Regions from separate parts of the Sus scrofa genome. Here region 1 is linked to region 2. The links are chromatin contacts, called in public HiChIP or PLAC-seq maps. All regions are on one chromosome and are shown on one strand. The core of a region is the stretch at or near the end of the contact, and the rest is flanking DNA. Distances in the headings are between cores, read along the strand shown.

Region 1 (4,394 bases), core at 1,598-4,097, 100 kb before region 2:
AAGCCCTGAGAATATAGCAATGAAAACAACATGGCCTGTGCCTTCAAAGAAATCAGTCTTTTGCAGGGGTTGCACCTCGGGGGTTTTCTTTGGCCTGCTCTGTACTTATCTGATCTGGTATTGCAATGTCATGGCTAAAGAGTATGGACTCTGGTGGAGTTCCCGTTGTGGCTCAGTGGTTAACAAATCCGACTAGGAACCATGGGGTTGCAGGTTCGATCCCTGGCCTTGCTCAGTGGGTTAAGGATCCGGCATTGCCGTGAGCTGTGGTGTAAGTTGCAGACGTGGCTTGGATCCCGCATTGCTGTGGCTCTGGCGAAGGTTGGCGGTTATAGCTCTGATTAGACCCCTTGCCTGGGAACCTCCATGTGCCGCGGGAGTGGCCCTAGAAAAGGCAAAAAGACCAAAAAAAAAAAAAAAAAAAAAAGAACCATGAGTATGGACTCTGGTATGAGGATACCCGGGTTCAAATCTTGGCCTTGCAGTTTGCTAGGTGTCTGACCTTGGAAGATATTTGACTTCTTCTGTGCCTTTATTCCCCCAACTATAAACTAGGGATACTGGAGTGAGTAGATGCAAACTGTTACATTCAGATTGAATGGGCAAGGAGGTCCTACTGTATAGCACAGGGAACTGTGTCCAATCTCTTGGGGTAGAACATGATGGGGAAAAAGAACGTACGGGTATGTATGACGAGGTCATTCTGCTGTACAGTAGAAATGGAAAGAACACGATAAATCAACTAAGTGGAAAAAATAAAAATCATAAAAAAGATAGGGGTAATAATATTACCCACCTCATAGGGTTGCTGGAAGGGTTGCATTAGGTCGCATATCTAAAATACTTAGACTAGTACCCAGTCAGCTGTAGTAATAATGAATGTATATTCATGGAAAGATGAAAGGAATAACTTGCTCATTTTTCCAATCTCGACTGGAGAAGATCGTGCCTGTACCACCTGTCTCTAAGGAGGTCTCATAGGAGGGTCAGGTCAGTTGAGCTCCTACTGCACTGGGTATTTTCGGTTCAGAATGCCCCCACCCACCTTACAGTGTGGAGGATTGTTTTCATCCCAGCCTTGGGCAGCTCCACAGGCTCCAGATGGGCTTGAGATGGGCAACCCAACTGCCACCAGCAGAGGCAGAAAGACTCGAGCTACCTAACTCCAGGGTGACGGTGGAGACAAGGTGACTGCCTGGGCTGTAAGGCAGATCCTGTGCAGCTGGCAATGCTGATGATGCTGAAGTGGTGCTGCTACTGATACTGGTGGTGGAGCTGTTGGTGGGGATGTTGATGATGGTGGTGCTCATGGTGGTGATGGGCATACTGAGGCAGTGCTGATGCTGATGCTAATGGTGGTGATGATGGTGGTGGTGGTGATGGGGATGATGGTGGAGCTGTTGGTGGGGATGGTGGTGGAGCTGTTGGTGGGGATGGTGATACTAGGGTGGTGCTGATGATGGTGCTACTGGTGGTGGGGTTGGTGGTGGTGACGGTGACACTGACAGTGGTGCTGCTGCCACTGCCAGTGGTGGTGTTGGCAGGAGCTCTGGGGCTTTGTTCAGCATGCTTGACCGAACCTTCCTCTCTCCTAGTCTCCTCCAGTCTCAGCCACCCTCCAAGTCCTGGGACAAGAGGATGGGATACAGGCTTGCTCTGAACTTCCTAGGGACTATTTTTGAGTCAGAAGAAGGAGGGCACAGTCAAAGTACTAGTGCCCCGCCTCATCCTGCCAGTGAGGGCTGTGAGACACTTCAGTTCTCTCTGCTTCAGTTTTTCCATCTGTAAAATGGGAAAGGGGAGGAAGCACGTTGGTCTTGAACTTTTAAATTTTGCTTTGAAAATTTAGTGAAATCTGGACTCACCCCTCAGGAAATCCACACACACACACACAAAGCTCCACATACACACATATACAACCCCCCCTACACACAACAACACACATGCAACCATACATATATAACCACAAGTTTATGCATGAACTGGGGGTTTCCAGCTCTTCTTCAGGTCCTTGGACCCCAGTGACCCCTGGGTGGGCTAATCTGTAATCCATCTGCCAGCCCTGTCATCCAGGACTCCCTGGTCTGAGGCCCTGCCTCCTGAAGCCCCAAGCTGGGCCTGGGTGGCCTGTGCCAGAATGCACCAGGAAGCCTGGTGTGGAAGGGCTGCCCACGTCTGCTCCAGCCTGCTCATTCCTCCAGCCTCACCACAAAGGCTGCTTGAGAAGTTCCCGTTGTGGCTCAGTGGTAACGAACCTGAGTGGTATCCATGAGGACGCTGGTTCAATCCTTGGCCTCGCTCAGTGGGTTAAGGATGCGGTGTTGCCATGAGACGTGGTACAGGTCACAGACTCAGAGTTGCTGTGGCTGTGGTATAGGCTGGCAGCTGCAGCTCCGATTCAACTCCTAGCCTGGGAACGTCCATATTCCGTGAGTGCGGCCCCCCCAAAAAAAAGGCAAAAAAAAAAAAAAAGAAAAAAGCCTCAAAACAAAAACTAACAAAGGTTGCTTGAGCTTGGGGGTCCTAGGAGGGCCCTTCTGGCCTACAGGAAAGGAGGAGTTGGTGGGTAGAAGCCACGAGCCAAGGAGTGGGTGTCAGTGGTGATAGCATCTCTGGCTACTGACGTGGGCAAAGTGAGTTCTTCACACCCGGCCCCTCCAGGAACAGGCCTCCAGTGACTCAGCGGAATCAGGGGAAGAGATTTGCTGCCTCTACCCAAGTGGGGGTGGGGGGATGGGCAGTGGGAGGTGGGGAGAAAAGGGAGCAAAGTCCTCCCTTAAGGCAGCTCCCTGGGGCTCAGACCCCACTCCCTGTACTTGGAGCCTCGGGTAGAGGGCAGCAAAGAGCAGGAACCCTCGAGATCAGGGTTCCAGTCCAGAGCCACTTAAAAAACCATTCATGGTCACAGCACATTACAGTTTACAAAGAATCTGCTTGGACATCATTATAAGAGAGCCCCACCAGAACCCTGGGAAGTAAGTTTTGTTCCCTCACTGCAGAAAAAGGCCCAGAAGGGTTGATTGACTTGGCCAAGGTCCCACTGCCAGGAAGGGGCTGAGTGCGGCCTGGTCCTGGCTCCCAATCCAGTGCTCCTTCCAAACCCTCAGAAGCCCCTGCTACCATCTGGCTATGGGAATACACACATATGACCCCACACACACACACACACAACCACACACATGCAACCATATATACATAACCACTGGAGGCCTTGGCTCTCCAGCCTCAGCCTCCTCGTCCATAGGAAGATATGGGACCAGAAGAGCCCTCGAGGACTCTCCAGCCTTGACCTTTTAGGGCTGTTGTTTTCATTCTGAGGTAGCAGGTAGGGGATTATTGCCCCATTTCACAGACAGGGAACAGGTCCAGACAGGGAAGCAACTTGGTAAAGGCCTCAACGCAAGGAAGTGGCAGAGCTGGGACGAGAACCCAGGTCTGAAGACCCCCCAGCCACAGAGTCAGGGGCCCCAGCCCAAGCTGGGTTTCTAAGAATAAAGTCTGCTCCCAGAACATACCAGAGAACAGGGACTTTTGGGCCCAGCTGTTTCCCAAGGGTGAGCTCAGGCAGGGCGGGCTTGGCGTGGGGGCTGGGAAGGGGCGACCACTTCCTGCTTGGGCTGGCGCGGTCCCCATGAGGTGGTCATCAGAGGCCGACCACTTCCCGGTCTGGCCGCCTTCCCCTTTCTGGGCCTGGGAGGGGACGGGTGGCCCAGTGAGGCGCCCCTTGCGTGCTGCGGCCTGGACGGCGTCTGGCCTCTTTTCATTTCCCCCGCTCACCGCGTCCCTCTCCACAGCCACCAACGGTCGGAAGCTGCACAGAGCTGCTGTCTGCCCGGTCCCCTGGCCAGAGAGCTGAGTGCCTCCTGGCCTCTGGGCCTCCTTGTCCCCGTTGGCTGGCGGGAGCATCTCCTCTCCTGCCTGCTGGGTGCTGGGTGCTTGGGTGTCTTCTCCTTCCCACTGAGGCTCAGAGAGCTTGCCAGTGGCCCATAGCAAGTGGGAGAACTAGAATTGGAACTCGGATGTGCCTGAATCCAAACTCCGCATCCTCAGTGTGCATATGTATATGCAAGGACGGGCCAATGGGCACCTGCTGTAGAGCCCAGAGAACTCTACCCGACATTCTGTGATCATCTATGTGAGAAAAGAGTCTGAAAGAGAATGGATTGTGTATATGCAGGACTGTATCCCTTTGTTGTTCAGTGGAAATTATCATAACCTTGTAAATCAACGGTACTTCAATAAAACAAAAAATGTTTAATAAGAAAAAATTTGAAAAAATTTTAAAAGAAGTTAACCAAACATCGCCCGCCCCCCCGCATCCTTTGCACATTTAACAGCCCCAGGGGTCCCCAGAGGAAGTGAGAGGCATTGAAAAGATCCTTCCAGACACTGAG
Region 2 (4,148 bases), core at 245-2,744:
CTACATGACTTGAGGGACTGAAGTGACACTCCAACAGGGGTAGGGACCAGCTCTCCAGGTGGTCGAGGTTGGGCCAGAGCCAGTCCGCCCTGGAGCGCACTCGAGGCTTGATTTCGTTTGGCGATGATGAAATGGCATGCGGGGCTGGGGTCTGATCCAGGGCGGGATCTTGCGGACGACACCTTCAGAGTCTCTTCTTCCATGCTCCCGAGGCTTGGAATCCGTCGTTTGGCACCTGCCCAGAGCCAGGAACAACGAATATCCAACCTGATCTCCAAAACGGCAGGGAGTTTCTCAGCACGCGTTCGTTGCCCAGACTCCAGGGAGTGCGTCTGGAGGGACAATCCAGAGTGAAGGCGGGCTTGAGCTTTCTAGTTCCCCTCTCCGATGTAACCCGTCCCTAGGCCGGCTTGCCTGGCCTGAGAAGAGGGAGAGGAAGGGATGTTTGCCTGTTTGCCGCCGGGCGTGGTTGGGCCCCGGGGGCCTGTGGTAGGAGCGAGGACCCAGGGCCCGCGAGGAGACAGTGCCTCGGTGGAGCTGTCTGTGTCCCTGCCGCCTGGCTCCAGCGCAGCCCCCCGGGCGTGGACCCACGGGGGCCAGTTTGTATCCACGTTGTGGGTGTTAATTCCCTTCTTTGGGAGCCAGAGCCCTTAGCTTTGCGGCCATTCCCGCACTCTCTGCATAGTTTTCTCCTCGCCCCGGACTCGGGTCCTTTCTTTCACGATGCAGGACCGTGGTTACATGAGCACGAGGGTGGGGAGAAATCGCGTTTTTCAGGTCCCATCGTGTTGTTCAAAGACCCACAGGCCGCCACAACGAAGAACGACGCAGCGAGGCCTGCGGAATCCTGAAAATTGTTTTGAGGAGAGAGCGGAGAGGAATGGGGTTACTCTACTCCAAGCCGAGGCAGGCGCGTGAGGGACACCCTTCCCTCCGTCCCCAAGTTGGCACTGCGGCCCCAGGCCGGGACGCAAGTCGCACAGGGCTGGGAGCTGCAGAGGCCGTTGTTTCTCCGTGTGCAGTGGAGGAGGGTCTTGGGTCAAAATAATTTGAGGGCAGGTAGAGGAGGTGAGCAGCCTCTTTGGGGGCAGATCTTCGCTCGATGTCACCAGCCTTGAGGCCCCAGCGACCCCTAGTTTAGGCTTCACAGGCCGAAAACAACTGGAGCTGGAAAGGCCTGGCTGCGGGCGACGGGGAAGGGCGACAGAAGGGGAGCTGCAGCCCCCGCGTTAAGGGGCAGCAGCAAAAGAGCCTTCTGGAGGGCCTGGACGTTTTAAACAAATTCTTAGCCTCGGCTCCATCTCCCCAGAACTCCCGAGGAGCCCGGGCTGTAGCGCGGCCGGCCCCCGACCCCAGGAGTCCTCGGCGGGGCGGAGCCTTCTGCCCCTCCCCACAGGGCGGCCTTCGGCGGTCCCCGTTCCTCCCCCTCGAGCACTGCCGAGGTGCCAGCGATGGGGGTTCCGATTGGCTGCGCGACGCGTCGCTCGGGCCGGCCCCGCCCTCGCGGGCCCCGGGGTACTAACCCCGCGCGGGCGGCTGCGGCGCCGCCACTTGATTCTCGAGGATTTGTTCTGGGGCTGCGGCCGCAGAGTCGGTGGGGCGGCCGCTAGCGGGCTGCGGGGGCGGGAGGCGGCGGCAGCAGCCGCAGCACAGCCCGCGCGCGGGCTCTGCGGTGACCGAGGCAGCCGGGACCGCCGCGAGGAGCGGCCGCACGCGGGCTGCGCGCCCAAGATGCGGGAGTAGCGGGCCGGCTGCGCGCGGCCGTCGGGGCAGCGAGGCCTCGCGGCGGGCGGGCCCCGGCGGGGCGTCCCCGGGCGCCGCCCCCTGCGCCCTGAGGCCCCAGCCCGACTGCTTCTGCTTTCCCGCTTCTCGCGGCAGCGGAGGCGGCGGAGGCGCCCGCGCCGGCTGCCCCTGGGGGAGCCGCGCCGCCGCCGCCCGCCCGGCGCCCTGACGGCCGCTGTTATGCGTATTCCTGTAGACCCGAGCACCAGCCGCCGCTTCACACCTCCCTCCACGGCCTTCCCCTGCGGCGGCGGCGGCGGCGGCGGCGGCGGCGGAGGCAAGATGGGCGAGAACAGCGGCGCGCTGAGCGCGCAGGCGGCCGTGGGGCCCGGCGGGCGCGCCCGGCCCGAGGTGCGCTCGATGGTGGACGTGTTGGCGGACCACGCGGGCGAGCTGGTGCGCACCGACAGCCCCAACTTCCTCTGCTCCGTTCTGCCCTCGCATTGGCGCTGCAACAAGACGCTGCCCGTCGCTTTCAAGGTGAGTGCGGGGCCCGGGGCGGGAGGGCACCGCACCGGCCCTGCGCCGCCGGTCGTCTCAGCTGCAGGAGGCAGGGCCCCGGGAGCCAGGGCCCCGGGAACGAAGGCGATGTGCCCGCGACCCTGCTGCGAGAGCCCAGCAGCCGGGCCAAGGGCGCTTTCGGTCTCGTTGCACACTCCGCCCGGGCACTTAGGCGTTCCTTCTCGGATGCACCGACACGGATGGCTTTTAGGAGGTTTGCCCTCTCCACCTTTGGGGAGCCCTGCAGAGAGTCGTTGATGCGGAAACGGGCGTATGGGGCTTCGCTCTTCCCCAACCCGGATCCCTCAAACACAGCCCTGCGAGCCCCGGGGCAGAGGAGCCCCGGGACCAGGGCGAGGCCACCGGAGGTGGGGTGCGGAGGGTGGAGAGGGCCTACCCTCCACTGCCAGCACCCCTCCTCCTGCACCGCTTCAGAAACACTTCCTGCTCACACCGTCAACCCCTGGCTTCTGAAATTTTACACCAGGCAACTCTAGGCCGGGATCGAGGGCACTGAACCCTAAACGATTGCGGCCAGAATCCCGTAGGTCAGGCAGAGAGTGGGGGCTCTGCCACCCCTGGCAGCCCCCAGTCATTCAGAGGAGCTTTTGCTCTTTACTGGGGAGTAGGCGACTGTTTCATTTTCATTTTTTTTAAGGGGGCAGCGAGATGAAACGAAAACGCCTTGGTTTTCCCCTAAACCTCTCACAGCTGCCGTGAGAAAGGGCAAGGCAGGAAGGGCCAGAGCCTGGGGGTGGCGGTGCCCCGAGGTGGCTGGAAACAGCGGCTCCTGGCAGCTGAGGCCGTCCTTGGTCCCATTAAGAGGACTCCAAATTGGAAAAAAGGATGAGTGGCTCTTTGAGGTCTCCCGGGTGACATCTTAAAATACCAGTGGGGAAAATCTCCCGAGGAGGAGGGGGAGGGGGAGGCCCGTGTGACTTTAATCCTCAGATCGGAGGTTTTACTGTCACTTGGAGCTTAAAAGGAATCTTTGAAATTAAAAGAAGACAGGATGTTGACAGGAAATCTGGCCTTTTTAATCAGACCCCAAACATTTTCTCCTTGAAATTTTTACCATCTGGATCCCTAGTCCCTGCACGCGGTGGCCACGTTTAAATGGCTGTGACTGCGTTTGCAGTCTGATTCCTTTTCAAAAGGCATCTGCCTCCCCACACTCCTCCGGGTGGGGGGTGGGGGAGACGGTATGGGGGGGCGCCCCACCCCCATGCTGCAATTCCCAGCAGGTGCATGCTCCTGCTATCAAAAGCCCCTCTCTCACTTTAAAGGGGTTTTCTATACCACCACCGCAAAACACCAGTTTGTTTTGTATTTTACATTTTCCCTGCATAACGAATTCGGGCTCTGCAGAGGCAGATAAACCGGACCTGGACCGTATTTCAGGGCTAAATCTCATACCCTAAAGGGCTCTCGCAGGAGAGCTGAATGTGGGGAGCAGTCCCACTATTATTGTTGTTGATCTTATTTTTACTTAGGGACTTGGTTGCTAGGAGCATGTTGATTCCTCTTTTGCCCAAGCCGAAGGGAAGAGAGGAACTGCGCCCCCGACAGAGCGCCTGTGCCCATTCACTGCTTTCACCTCGATTTAATTTCATTGAACGGATCCGTTTTTCAGAACGTGGCTTAACCAGTTGTTCTAGGATTTAGGGGTGGAAGGTAGAGATTTTTGCCTTCTGGGTTTTGTCGTATCTGGGGGCAAGTCTCTATTGTTTTGAAGCCTCTGCTCCGCCCGCATTTGAAAAATCCGCAGTGCGCCTGGGACCTTGGGGAGCTGCCCGCCCAGCCCCTCCCCTTCTTTCCCTGGCCACTACCTTCCTAAGCTGTCCCCCTGCCCCCATGCCCTCAGG

Evidence for each region. HiChIP or PLAC-seq counts read pairs in DNA pulled down with a chosen protein or histone mark.
Region 1: a contact with region 2 is called in an H3K27ac HiChIP or PLAC-seq map of alveolar macrophages. The contact joins two enhancer-like sites. A contact is called at or near these places in 1 of 5 promoter capture datasets (liver), 9 of 47 Hi-C or Micro-C datasets (blood, embryonic fibroblasts, epiblast stem cells and 2 more) and 1 of 2 datasets of contacts at active chromatin or transcription factors (alveolar macrophages).

Annotation. Positions count from the first base shown.
Region 1 is chr6:82,660,459-82,664,852 of Sscrofa11.1, reverse strand. No RefSeq gene overlaps it. Among named protein-coding and RNA genes, the nearest start is that of RUNX3, 68 kb to the right of the region's middle. Within about 2 kb of position 2,847, at least 13 of the 83 cell types and tissues checked have an H3K27ac peak or open chromatin away from gene starts, as enhancers often do. A contact at or near this core is called in alveolar macrophages, where this site is marked.
Region 2 is chr6:82,558,372-82,562,519 of Sscrofa11.1, reverse strand. It overlaps RUNX3 (runt-related transcription factor 3), which reads left to right. Exons shown (of 6, transcript XM_021095592.1): 2 at 1,979-2,262; 3 at 4,148. Among named protein-coding and RNA genes, the nearest start is that of RUNX3, 35 kb to the left of the region's middle. Within about 2 kb of position 1,494, at least 18 of the 83 cell types and tissues checked have an H3K27ac peak or open chromatin away from gene starts, as enhancers often do. A contact at or near this core is called in alveolar macrophages, where this site is marked.